2 separate regions of the Arachis hypogaea genome follow, and region 1 is linked to region 2. Evidence: chromatin contacts called from public Hi-C data. All regions are on one chromosome and are shown on one strand. Each heading gives the region's core, a stretch centred on a gene start, on an enhancer-like site or on the middle of the called end of the contact. The rest is flanking DNA. Distances are from core to core; before and after follow the strand shown. Region 1 has its middle 12 kb from the start of LOC140177345. Region 2 holds the start of LOC112727823 (protein NRT1/ PTR FAMILY 5.6).

What was found. Hi-C and Micro-C count contacts between places; a contact is called where the count stands out from the background.
Region 1: a contact with region 2 is called in a Hi-C map of leaf, with 1.7 times the contacts expected there. The contact joins the enhancer-like site here to the promoter of LOC112727823 in region 2. A contact is called at or near these places in 3 of 8 Hi-C or Micro-C datasets (leaf and an unstated tissue).

What each region holds. Positions count from the first base shown.
Region 1 is chr12:98,651,271-98,658,494 of arahy.Tifrunner.gnm2.J5K5, forward strand. No RefSeq gene overlaps it. Among protein-coding and RNA genes, the nearest start is that of LOC140177345, 12 kb to the right of the region's middle. Within about 2 kb of position 3,596, at least 1 of the 3 cell types and tissues checked has open chromatin away from gene starts, as enhancers often do.
Region 2 is chr12:98,586,489-98,594,040 of arahy.Tifrunner.gnm2.J5K5, forward strand. LOC112727823 (protein NRT1/ PTR FAMILY 5.6) reads right to left here and starts at 5,624. Exons shown (of 4, transcript XM_025777736.3): 1 at 5,217-5,624; 2 at 1,553-1,770; 3 at 240-796. The coding sequence starts at 5,427.

The sequences.
Region 1 (7,224 bases), core at 2,346-4,845, 63 kb after region 2:
TATGTTTGGTAAACTTACTTTGAAATCTAAAATTATTTTAATAAATATAAATGTAAAAAAAGAGTAAAATGAATGCAAATATTTATTAATATATAAGATTATATTAAATTTTTTATTTTAAAAAATATATAAATTAATTTTGAAAAGCATTTTTATATGTCTTTCAAAAGTATTCTTAATATTTTGAATGTGTGTGAATCCTAATCAAATATAAAATGAGGTGCTTATATATTTTAAAAATTTATAGCTCGTCCTGTTTAGAGTTGAACTCATCCTCACCTGAAATGAATGAAATATATATTGGTTCCGAGAGAATCGGCAGCCATGAGCACCTGTGGCATTCCGACGCTTAAATAAAAAAATATATATATATATGAGATGAGTATAATATTATTTAGAATGAATAATAGTGTTTTTTTTTTTTTTTTTTTTTTTTGGACCATCGTCCTTATAAGATGAATTATATTTGAATGTAATATGGTGCGATTACTTTCTTAAATGTGCTCTTCGTTATTAAGTAGTGAGATTTTCAGCTAACCTTGATTTTGCTAAATATGCCTATTTATAGGGATTTGTTGTTGAACTATAATGGACGGATCACTAAATATTTTACCGAACCGAATCTAAGACTTGATTTAGTAAAATTGTTAATTTTAAAGTAACTTATTAAAATTGGTTATTGAAAGATAGTTTTCTAAAAATTATGGTACCTATGTTTATTAAACCAAACTAAAAATAATTTTTAACAAACACAAACATAAAAAATTGTGTAAAATAGATTTTAAAATTCAAAATGACCATAGTAAATATAAATAGAGAGAAAATTTTGATTGTAAATAAAATTTGACATAAATAATTTAACTATTAGTAAATTTAGATATTTATTAATATATAAAATTATATTAAATTATTTAATTTTAATAAACATATACTAATTTTGAAAAATATTTCTTTAGGTATTTTCAAAAATCTTAAATTTTAAAATTTACAAGTATAGATACATAATTTTCTTATTTATTAAATACGATAAAGTGAAATGTTTATGTTTTGACCGATCGAAAAAAATTTTCTAAACTAATAAGACTATAACGCCTCATTTGGGAAAATTTTAAAGAGACATAAACACCTCACTTCGTATTTAGTAAATAAAAAATTATGTATTTATATTTGTAATTCTAAAAAATTAATTAAAGATGTTTTTGAAAGTATTTAATGAGATACCTTTTATTTAAAATTAGTTTATATTTATTAAAATTAAAAAGTCTAATGTAATTTTATATATTAATAAATATTAAAATTTATCTTTAATTATTAAATTATTGATATAAAATGTTATTTATGATTAAATTTTTTTTCTATTTATATCTATTATGGTTATTTTAATTAATTTTACCAATACAATTTTGTCACATTTGTGTTTATCGAAAGTCGCTTTTAATTTGTTTTTATCAAATATATATTATAATTTAAAAAATTATCTTTTAAAAGACAATATTCATAAATTATTTTAAAAAATAAAAATTTTACTAAAAATTTTGACGGGTTCATCAATTGTTCCAAAAAAAAAAAAAGGTTTATTTAATTATATCATTTGACCGTCTATTTAAAAGTTAGTCTACATCGTTAATAAGCATTGCAATAAGGCAAATTTTAGAAAGATTATTTTTCTTTTCCCATGAAAATAAATCTAAAAGGTAACAAGAAGTAGTGCTAATCTCCACTAATAAATTATCAATTTCAAGTTTGATTCATTTTACCATATTATATATATTATTATTTAGCAAAGCTTATTAATATTTAGTAAATATTTTATATTTTAATTAATTAAAAAGTTTTAAATTTGAGTTTTATTAGAAATAAAAAATATTTTTTTATAGGTTATATATGATGAATGAAAGTCATTTTAGAAAATAAAATTTATGCACTAACTACGTACTTTCATATTCTCATCATATATGTAATAAACCAGTAGAAAAAGAATCGTGCATTATTTTGTCATATTAAGAAAATATTTCTTACAAAAATTTAATTTTAAAAGTAAATCATCCAATGACAGTATCAATATCACAAAAAACATACTAAGAAGTAAATTACTAATCAAAATTAATCACATTTATATCAAACTTCTACCTTTAGTTGTTTAGCACAAGAAAATATTTACAATAATCCAAAAATAATAATATACTTATTCCTTAACATTTACACATTATAACAAAAAACTATCTCAATGACATGCTGCTTTATGCACACTATTTTAATTTTAAAGGTGTAAATATCATCTCCCTGACAAAAATTTTTCCATCCAGGTCCAAACTTATATTAATTTTTTCGTGTTTATATTCATTAAAATATCAGAAAGCAAAAAGAGTGAAAGAAAAAAAGAAAGAAGAGTAAGCTACAAGTTAAATAGTTATATCATATGCACCACTAACTCACCTACTCTCCTTGGCTAAAACTTCTTTTGACATTCTCACACTAAAGACCAGAAAGAACATCAATGTACCTAATCAGTGAGATCAGCTTGACAATTTCCAAAGTTAATTTCTGTCAAAATTAATGTCGCATCTATAATAAAAAGTTAACACAATAATTCATATGAAATTGAACTTAATTAGGATGGAACATATTGCTATAATATGCATAAATAGTGACAAATTATTATCTTTTTCTATAATATTATATTATAATTATAATTATTATCTGAACGATTACAAGGATAAAAAAGAAAAAAAAGCACATGTAAATTAAAAGAAAGCCACTCAGATAAAGATGTCTGCTGTCAGGGTTAAGATTTAGAGTTCTTAAAATTTTTTATATATATATATAAAATAGGGGTATTTTATTTTATTTTTTAATAGAGATATTGTAATAATTTTTTATAAGAAATATTAATTTAGATTGGTTCAAAATTAATTTATTAGTTTTTTGATAAAACTGATTTGTCCTCTCTGATTTTAGAAAAAATAACATAATTTAACTGGTTATATGTATTAAATTTTAATTATTAAAAAATATCCTTAAAAAAAGACGTTTTTAAAATCTTTATCTGAGTGGCTCCCAAATTAAAAACCATAATGCTAGGAAGGAAAAAAAAAGTCGAAACTTATCTTAATTAGCATTTATTAATTATTACAACATTTAATGAATGTTAAACACGACAAGTTCTGTTTATTGCTAATATTTTTTGGTTATGAAACATTTTCGAATTATAAATTATAATTGTATTTGATAATTTGATAATTATAAATTATAATTGTATGATTTGCATAAAAAGTAACTATCTACAAATTTATTTTTTTCAAAACAATGAATCAACTATTTTGTCAAAATACATCAATTCATGTTAGCAGTGACCATATATCTGTTTGATCACGCGTTGAAGCATACTTAAACGACACTACACTACACAGCAGAAAAATCTTTGTGAAATGTGAAGTGAATCTGCACACCGATGGAAAATCGATTGAAAAAGGAGGAAATGAAAAACAAAAATGGCATATTTGTTGTTCATATATATGTATATATATATGGGACCACCGTCCATTAAATCGTTGCATGCATTCGATTCTTCCAGAGATAGGCTTCTATCAATAAAAACCAAAACAAGGAAAAACATTATGAAAAAAAAAAAAAAAACCATCTACATCAATCTGATCATTGATTCTCACAAGCCCAAATTCTTATAAATTTTTGGGCCCCATCTCATCAGAAAAAAGGATTTTCAAAATTGAGTTACAATAATCATCTCAATTATCTTAAAATAATTTGACCATGCATGTTCAAATATAAAATATTTTACTATTAATTAAATTATAAAAGGGGTCCTACTAGTATAGACGATTATGCAACAAAAGAAATTTTATATTTTAATATGATCAAATGAATTATCCAAGTAAAAGAATGCATTATTTTCGTTACGATTCAACTTCATCTCACGGAATATATGCTTAATTAGGTTATGAAATATTCAAAGAGTGAAGCTTGATGCAACTATATGGGAAAAATGAAAACGAAGCACACTAAGCACGTGCTCTATTTTGTAATCAAGTGAAAGACTAAAGGCTACTTACTTTTTATTTATGGATCTTGTTCTTGTTGTTTGTATGTGTGTGAAAGGATAGATTGCATAATTAACATTCAATGGATGCGGCAATGTAAATCATATTCGAATTGACAATGGTGGGTGAAATTATTTCAAGTCTTTAATTTCTAGACAAATATAAATATGACATGACAACACTCACGATTGCATAATACATTAAAACTTTGGCTTTAAAAAAAAAAAGCACTAAGGCTATATTGTCTTTTGGCTGGGAAAAAAATCTAGAAAATTTTCATATTCGAATGATATTTTTTGTGTATCTTACAAAAAAAAAAAAAAAATCAATCTTTTAAAACTTTGTTCATTTTTTTTTAGATACATACAGATAGATAATGGAATTGTTTCTCATACAAGCTTAATGTTAAAAATATATTATAAAAGAAATTAGGTAAATCACGCATATAAATTAAACTAATAATTACTATTGTGCGCATGCCCTACATTATTTTTTTACTGTATTTCTAAATTCTATCCTCTTGTTAGGGTTTTCAGGAATTAGTGTAAATCGTTCTTACCAATAATTATGATATTTCGGAAAAAAGTTATTAAAGGACTACATATAAATCGTTTTAAGCAAAAACAATTTATCAAAGAAAAAAATGCTCATATAAATCGATCTAAGCTAGAACGATTTGTTAGGAAAAAAAACTTACAAGAAGAGTATTTTAAAAAAAATTGGGTGAAGAATGAAAACTTTCACTAAATTAATCGATATTTGTCTTGCACATTTTTTTTTTTTTTGACATTCTCTCTTATAAAAAAATCCATTTTCACTCTTCATTCAAAAACATCCTTTACTATAATATTATCTAAAAAAAATAAATTTCTATAAGTCTTTTTTCCTTGATAATTTGTAATAGAGAAATGTGAGTTTTGAGATGGGTTAAAGTGGGTATGGAATTTCGAACGAAGGAGAGAACTATTCCAACAGGAGTTAGAGTTACTCAACCAACTTCATGACCGGTTACAGATTATAAAATTATTGGTTGGTAGAGAAGATATAGTTGTATGGAAATTTGACAAAAAGGTATTTTTTTCACTAACTTATTTGTGCAAGTGTTGCAGAAAGAGACTCTCTTGGAGGACATCACAAGTTACAGCTTCACTAGTACCATATGGAGAGACTTGGTTTTCTTCAAAGAGTTAAACTTTTTGCATGGTTCGTTTTAGTAGGCAGGGTCAACACGAAAGAGAGATTGAGTAGTCTCGAGATTATTAATCATAATGATAATATCTGTGTTTTGTGTAAAAAGATATAGAATTTGTGCATCATTTGTTTTTTAGTTGTGAGTTTATGTGACAGGTGTGGTGCGCTTGATTGACGTGTGCTGATAGAGCTTGAACCATGTCGGGGACTGTTAAAGAGTCTTTTGAGAGTTGCTGGATTGGAGTACCAGATTGTAAGTCTGAGCAAAAGAAGTGGTTGATAGGCTTCTTTACGGTTATCTGAAATATTTGGTTAGTTGGAATGGAATAGTAGAGTATTCTAGAATTCAGAGACAGGTGTTGAAGAAATCAAGACTAGGTCGTTTTTGAGTTACAAAGATTGGTGTAGTGTTGATCCGTTTGGTTGTTGATGACAATGTCGGAAATAACAACGGATTATACTTTTTTTTTTGTTTATTGTCTTGTGTTTTGTTGTGCTCTTTATTCCTACATATTCCATTTCAGTGTGTTGAACTCTTTTTATTAAAAAAAAAAAAGTCTTTTTTCCTTGGTAAATCATTTTGGTTTAGAACGATTCATATGACCATTCCTTTTAATAAATTTATTATTTAGAACGATTTATTTAATTTCTGTCTTTTTTGTTCTTGGTAAATCGTTGTTGGTGAGAATGATTTACACTGGCCATCAGTAATAAATCATTATAGCTAAAAGAGGATAGAAATGATGAGAAATTTAAAACTATTCAACACAAACGCGTAATACTATTGTTGGTTTAATTTGTAGATATAATTTACCCAAAAACATATATTTTCAATAATATTATGCTTGAAAATATTATATTCGAGTAATATAAAAAAATTGTTTGCTCTCTGTTACAAATGGTTGTGAAATATTATTTTTCAATATTGTCAAGAATAAATTAAGTTATGTTATTTTATTATACATATTTCTGTTAATAAATTCTTAATTTTCAAAATAATTTTAATTTTTATTAAAAAAAATCAGTCTTTTTTATAAGGGTGATAACAAGGTTAATTTTTACCCTATCCGATTCCATCTTACCCTACAATTATTCATATAAAACTCATACCGTTCCTACTCGCAAGTAGTAAAAATCTATATCCTAACCCGTCCCATATTAATTATTAAAATCTAACAAACAAAATTAAATTTTAAAATTTATATAACCATAATTATATACATAACATAAATTAAACTAAAAAGTTAAAAATGATAAAATATCAAATAATATTATTAATCACAAAATGTTAGCCTCCTAGTATTCTCCTCTAAAAATACCACTTCTTTATCACTCTGTTGATGTAATTATAACTAGGATTTAATTAACTTGTATTCTAACTTCTAAGAATGTATATTATGATTAACAAATTGATAATTTTTTTATTAAAAATATAAAAAAATTAAGTTTTCAATGTATTTTTGTATTTATTTAATTTTGTTAATAATAATTTTATTACGTTTCTTTAGGACACATGTTAGTTAAACTTTTATAATTATAATCTTACAAGAAAATTTTTTTATACTTATCATCATATGTAAACGGTTTAGTAGGTATTTGTTTCAAAGTTAAAAGATATATTCTAGTTTAAAATAAATTATTGGATTTTTTTAAATATTTTCAAAATTAATAAATGACAAATATATTTAATTTTTACTAAACACATTTTTGATAATAAACTCTCAATATCAATAAAAGAAAGAGTTTTTTTATAAGAAATATAAGAATTGAGAGATATAATAGTAATTTTATATTTTAATCTTTAATTTATTCCTTTAACATGATAATATTAAATATCCATTTCTTTGGACAGGAATAAAAATTTCAAGTTTTGGTAATAAATTGTTTCTCGGAATAAATTATTCCTAAGAATTAAAATTTTAAATTTTAAATAAATATGAGAAAATAATATTTTCATAGACAATTTTTTAAGAAT
Region 2 (7,552 bases), core at 4,374-6,873:
AGATTTTTCTATTATAATATTTTATTAAAAAAGTATTTACAAGTATCTAACGAGATACATATCTAGTACAAATATGACAAGTCACCAAAAAAAAAAGTACAAATATGACAATATTTTTAATGTAAAAAAGAGAGTGTTGGTTAGCATTGATTTAAATGTAAAAAAAAAAAAAAAGAATTGATGACCTAAGATTTGTTGTTATAAATTGCAATTGAATAACCATATAGTATACTACTTACTTGAGCTTCTTGGTGTGGCCTAAGAACCTTCCATTGTTGTTGTTGTTGTTATTAGACTTGGAAACCTCATATAATTGATTAGGATTAGAAGGATAAGGAAGCTTCCTTTTGGAAATGGCGGCAACCAAAACTTGCAACATTGGAGTCAAAGGGCTACCCATTGGTGCCCTATAACGATAACATTTCCTTCCCAACAAGAATATGATCAATGAGAAAGCCATGACCAATGTGAGAATAACATCAGCAACTCCCCAATTAACATGATCTTGTACATAAACAATTAGGGTTACTCCAAGAATGAGTCCGCTACAAAGACCACAGTTCCACCAGTTGAAGAAGGACATTTTCTGCCTCCTTTCCACGACATGGTCGTCGTCGAATTGGTCGGCTCCGAAGCTTTCCAAGGAAGGTTTGTGGCCTCCGGTTCCAACGGATATTAAGTAGATGGCTAGGAAGAAAACCACTTCATGGATCCTCCTTGGTTCAGCGCATGTGCTTGTATCATCACATGGCTTTAAGCCTGGTAAGAACCATGACAGAGAAAGCAGAATCAAACCCTGCATTTTTCATTGTAAACAAGTTAGATTTACTTATTCCTGTTTTATAATTATACTCACATTTTCAAACTTTTTGCTTCGGATATAAGAGTATTTTTATTTTTTTTTACTAAAGATAGAGAGATTCAAATTCGCAATCTCATAAATGAGTATAAAAAATTATATCATTTAAGTTATAATTTATTAACGGATATAAGAGTATTTTAATATGGTGTTTTAAAAATTTTAAATTTGACGTGTCCATAAAATAAAATAATTTTAAATTTTATTTTATATTGGATATAATTAATTAAATGAGACCAATTTTACTTTAGAAAAACGATTTTATTTTGATAGAAAATCAATTAAATTTTATCATTTTATATAAAATTTAAAATGAATTAAAATTAATCACATTTAGTTTTAAATGTGATGTGTCTATAAAGTGAGATAGTTCTAAATTTTATTTTATATTAAATATAACTGATTAAATAAAACCAATCTCATTTTAAAAATTCGAGGTTACTATAGTAGAGAATCAATTAATTTTTGCCATCTTATATAAAATTTAAAATAAATTAAAATCAATCACATTTAATTTTAAATTATTATTTATAACCTATAATTTTATAAACAATGATATAATATTTTGAGAGACTCAAAATAAATATTGAAGATTATCTAATTAATTTTGAGAAAATCAATTGTACAGAAATGAAATCAAACACATAATTTGAATTGAATGATATATAAATGATTGAGATTATTGTTAGGTACCAGAAGATAAACAATGCAAGAAGCAATGACAGTAGTGTAACGGCCGAAGAAAGCATCAGCAAGAAATCCTCCAAAGAGTGGCATCAAAGTGGTGACACCTGTCCAATAATTCACATTCCTAACGGCTGTCTTAAGATCTTGATGAATAATCTTTGTCAGGTAAAGGACCAAGCTAGTTGCTATTCCAAAGTAACTCAACCTCTCACTGAATTCAATTGCTGCAAATCAACAAACATCATCAAATCAATCATGTCAATCAATTTTTTACTACATAATGTATGTTACTTTTTAACGTTTTATTTTAGGTGAGTTCTATGGTGTCTATGGTGCCTAAATTATCTAACTTGCTTTTAAAGGTAAAAAATAAAATGTTTAAATCAAAAATAAAATATTTAAAATTTATTAAATATTATCTATTTGTCTTTTTTGATAAGTTAGACACAATTTTAAAGACACCATAGCATTCACCTTTATTTTATTTAAAGCACTCTTTGTTGTTTAATTTATGGTTAATTAGGAAAATACATTTGTTAATTAGTATTTATTTGAACGTTATTAAATTGATAAAAAAATTAATAAAAATTTTATTTTTAGTATGTTTAGTAAATTTTTAATAATGAAAATAAAGTACTAAAAAAACATTTTTTTTGAAAAATTATAATTTATATTTTTTACATAATAAATAAATAAATAATTTTATCTTATTTTATCCAAACATAATTGATAAATAAATTTTTTTTTTACATGAGATATCCAAACATAAAATCACTTTTACTTTTATAAAAAATTTTCTAAAAAAATATCATTAAAAAAAATCTTTTTCAAAAATAATGTCCGAATAAATCCTTATACAGTAATAATATCTTTTTTTTATCAACTTAATTTTTTTTAAAAAAAATTATAACATAATATCAAAACTTTCTCAAAAAAGAAAACTGAAAAAAGAAAAATATAATCCATCACGTCCTTTAATTTCTTTCTTTCAATTTGAAGAAATTGCATGTGACACCAACATATATATTATGCTACATACACGCGACAACACATACAATTTTATTTTTTAAGGTATTTATAAATCTCCTGTACAAATGAAATTTAAGCATATTCAAATGAAAAAAAAAAAAAAAAAAAGGAATCATAGCATAAATAGTACAAAATGGGAATCTTAAAAGACAAACAATCATTGTAATGGCAAAATTATTATATTCATAGTAATAGTCTCTACTATCAATACCCGTAAGTTGTGTGGCTGATATCATTTATCATCCTTAATGCTTACTAGAATATGTCTTAGTTTTACATAGTGGGAACCCACCACTTTCGGTGGTTGTATATATTGCTCTTGACCAATCCAATTCATTATTAGAATATATCTGATCATAATATATAACAAATTATTTAATTTCCTGGCTCATTATTTTTTGGGCATTGAATTGATTTATATATCTTTATTGTTAGATAAAAATATTAAAATTTTCATAATCTAAATTTTATAAACCATGTAATAATAAAAATTGTAAATCAGTTTATTTATCTTATTTAAAAAAAAAATACAAATAACAAACAACATATGTAAAATATAAATATTGTTAGGTAATTAATGTTTTTAGTTAATATTAATTAATTTTTTTAATTATAAATAATACTAAAAAATTAACAGAATTTATTATTTTTGACTAATAATTAACTAATAATATTTAAAATACTGACTAAAATATATTATTAGATTGTTAGACCAAAAATATTAAATTAATGACTAAAGATACTGATTAATAATAAAAATATTAGTCATATTAAATTATAAATTTTAAATTCTAAAATTAATTAGTGTTTTTTTTTTTTTGTATTTTTTTCTTAAAATACATAGTGCTAACTATATGAATTGAAGATAGCAACGAAATCCCTTGAAATTGTCCACAATCTAAATTTTGTGGAGAGAAGTTGACTTTCTTGATGGGATATAGAGAGGTCTCTATTATTGAAATTGCTCTATTCTCATTTGTATGAATCAAATGCAAAGGTATTCGAATTCCAACTTCTAAACCTAGTTCAGATGGGATTTGAGATTTAAGTTAAAGTATATAGGTTGAAGTTGTTAAGATATAGGGGGGGATTAAAGAGGAATCTCAGACAAGACAAAAAGTATTGGTGGAAGCATGAACATATGTAGTGGGAATATTCACATAAGAATATGAATATATTATTACGTTTTATGAAAAGCTTATGAAATAAAAACACCGCTCAATAGTTAACTTAAAGCATACTAATTAGTAATATCTGGAAGATTAATTGGCTTAATATATATTATATATTCCAATTTTTAAGCTAGTTTATATACATACATATGAAGCACTAGTTAAGTCCTAAGTACTTATTCCATTCATTCATGTGTAAGAAATTAACATACACTAAAATAAAGTAAGAATCAAGTGAGAATATCATTTTAAGTAAAATGATATCGTCGTTTGTATTCTTTTGTGAAAACTAAACTATTTATCGACCGAACTATATTAAACTACAATTATCTATTATGAATACAATTTGTATTAAGTTTTTTGTATAAATTGAACATATCTTATAGTCTAATAATTCATATTCATGTAGATTTTAAACTCCTATTATACTACTATTAACTTTAATTTAACGGTTAATTTTCTTAAAAAGACTTCTATAAAAAAATTCTTGATATAATATTTTTTAAATTTATACCATCAGTGCAATTATATATATGGGAAAAAAAATAAAAAGCTAAATTAATCAACAAGATTATATAGGGTTTCGCTAAGATATATACTAGTTAAACGTTTTTATAAATAATTTTTATTAAATTTGAGTTCATCAAATTGCCATAAAATTAAAGTAAGAGAGTGAATAAAAACACCATTGTGATGAGTATAGAAATTAGGACCACGACAATTGAATACTTGAAAGAGAATTATATTACAGAATCAAAGAGAAATCAAGAGAAAAATATCATATCACAAGAAAGAGAATTAAATAGATTTCACATAATACTCTTCTACTCTAGTATATAGCCTATCCTATTTATACTAGTTTCTACAACAATAGCAACAAAGCCCAATACAATACACTACACTAGTTTAGACCAATTAGGCTACTTGTTATAGAGTTTTTAAAACTTCTAATGCAATTAATATATATAAAGAAATTTTCATGTTTAGTCTTTTAAATTCTTATAAAGAGAATGAAAAATTGGTGATTATTAGATAAACCCTACACACAAATAAAACAAATTAAATAACATATGATGACTATTTCGAAATTGGGAGTGTTAAGAAAATTGATTAGTGATTAGGAAGTTTGAGAACCAAAAAGGCATATAATAAGGATCAATATTCAAATACCCTCCAAATAATAAGAATAAAAATGGTACGAATTTAATTTGATGCATTAATAGTTAAAACGTTTTATATCTTCATTTAATTACATCTGTTTTTTTTAAGTAATTATTTATATAATTAATGTAAAAAAAAATATTTTTGTTAATGTGATATTATACATGTAATTAGATGTATGTATAAAACTATTTTACACTAATAGTATATTAAAATTAAATTTTAAAAAAATGATATTAACTTTATATATAAGATACACATATATATGCTGAAGAAATTAAGTTGCATGACAAGTTTATATATCTTACCAATAATGAAGAAAGAAGCTTTCCAAGAACCAGTTGAATCTCGGAGAGGAACCCTTCCCTTATAATCAAGTGAAGAATCATGAACCAATTTCATCTCATGATCAACCTCTCCGCTTTTTGCATCAATTGCGTTCTTCTCCATATGACTTGAATAACTAAGATGGCAAGTAGAAGAAGAAGACTTATTAATGGAGGAATTATGTTGTTGCATTTGACAACCTTTACCATTTTGGAACCTCCTTATATAGAGGAGCTAGTAGCAGAGGAATGAATGAAAGGATTTTTGCTTTTCTTTTGACTCACTATCACTCATGGGTTGGTATTGGAATAATGAAAAATGTCCCTCTCACATACAAACACATGCAATAATTGTGAGATTTTCTTTTCCTTTCTTCTAAGGACCAAACCAAAAAAAGAATAAGTAGTTGGGATTGCCTATATCTCCTAACGTTAATACTAGAAAGACAATAATAACTATGTTAGTTCTTATAGTTTCGTGAAATTTTTAATTAGGTCCTTATACTTTTTTTTTTTTAATTGGATTCCTGTACCAAATTTTTTTTCAATTAAATCCCTCTTAATAATAATTGGTTTAATTTTATAGAGACCCAACTAAAAAAAAAAGAATTGGTACATGGACCTAAATAAAAGGAAAAAAAAAGTGTAAAGACCCAATTAAAAAAAATTTGATGCAAGGACTCAATTAAAAGAAAAAAAAGTATAGGGACTTAATTGAAAATTTTGCAAAACTATAAGGAACAGCAGAGTAATTAAACCTATCAAAAATTATCTTATATATATAACATTTATAATTATATATTTATTATTATAATAATAATTAATAAATATTAAATAAGATCATTTTAGATTATTTGAAATAATTTTTAATTATCTCCTAATAAATATTATTAATATCATAATTTTTGACTTTATATATTGATACAAATTTTAGTAAATTTGTGGAGTGAAGTATTAACTAAAAGTAGCAATGAAAGATTATGCCCTACTGAAAAAATTTAAATTTTTGGAAGAAAACCTCCAATCCTAAAATACAATACTTGTAAAAGATAAATTCATACAAAATTACCTATTTTTCAGTAAATTTATTAAAAAAATTCAAAATTTTAGATATATCAAATCAATTTTAGAAGAGTGTTAGAGGATCGACAAAATTTTGTGATTTGTAACCATCAATTAATTATTATTAATTTAATGTTTTTAATAGTATAAAATTATATCTAATAATATAAGATTATTCAATTTTTTTTTAAGAAGTGTTGGTCTCTTATACTTTCTTTTAATTTTATTAGGGGCAAATGATGTACCACACATATATAATTTAAATATTTTGGTGAAATTATTTTTGCCAAATGATGATATAGATGAAATAATGTCATGCAAAGATGCTGAAAACTAAGCACTAGCTAGGGAAACGTCATTGTTGAAATGGAATAGCATTCATTCGTGCCCATTTTCTTATAAATGGGACCACAGCACTGTTAGTTCTATACAAGCCACCAATGAGTTTTCGTGTTAGCCATCCAAAACAAACTATGCCTTTAATTTGCTTCATCATGCATATTGAGTTTTCTTTTTCACAACAATTTATTGATGGATTTGTATCTTAAAATACATATTATTTTATTTATTTATTGTGAATATATTCATATTAGATTTCATGAAAGTCTAAGAATTATTCACACATATATATACAAGTTGAGTTGCATAACGGATCCTATACACTTTTACTCGTTTTATTTGTGAATTATTGTCCCCCTTTAATTTCTTGTCGACTGAAGAACATAAAGTTATGAGATGACTCGATTTGCAAAGTGACTCTTTTTCTTCTTTTTTAATTTTTTTTCTGTGTAATACTTTTTGAAGACTAATAAAGTTATTATTATTTTTAAGATAGATTCGTTTTTGCGATAGGACAACCTTGTATATATTATACCGTATACATAGTTTAGATTATGATGCCTTAAGAACTTCACATAAAAACCAAAAGTACACATAAAAAGAGTTTGGATAGAAGTACACACAAAATATTATAATTTATAAATATTAAAATACACTCAAGAAATTATTTTGATGGACAAAAATATTGTATTATTAGTGAATTTGTAAGATTTAAGAGTATCTTTATTTGTCCTTCGAATTACATATTCATAAATTTTGGTATGTATTTTTATTCATGTCAATTTTTTTATGTGTATTTTTATTTATTTATTAAAAAAAGATATTAATAGTGTTAAAGAGGGAGTCAGGGAAATGTCTTAGCTAATCATACGGCATGAGGACTTAAAAAAAAAGAATTAAGAGATTAATTCTAAAAA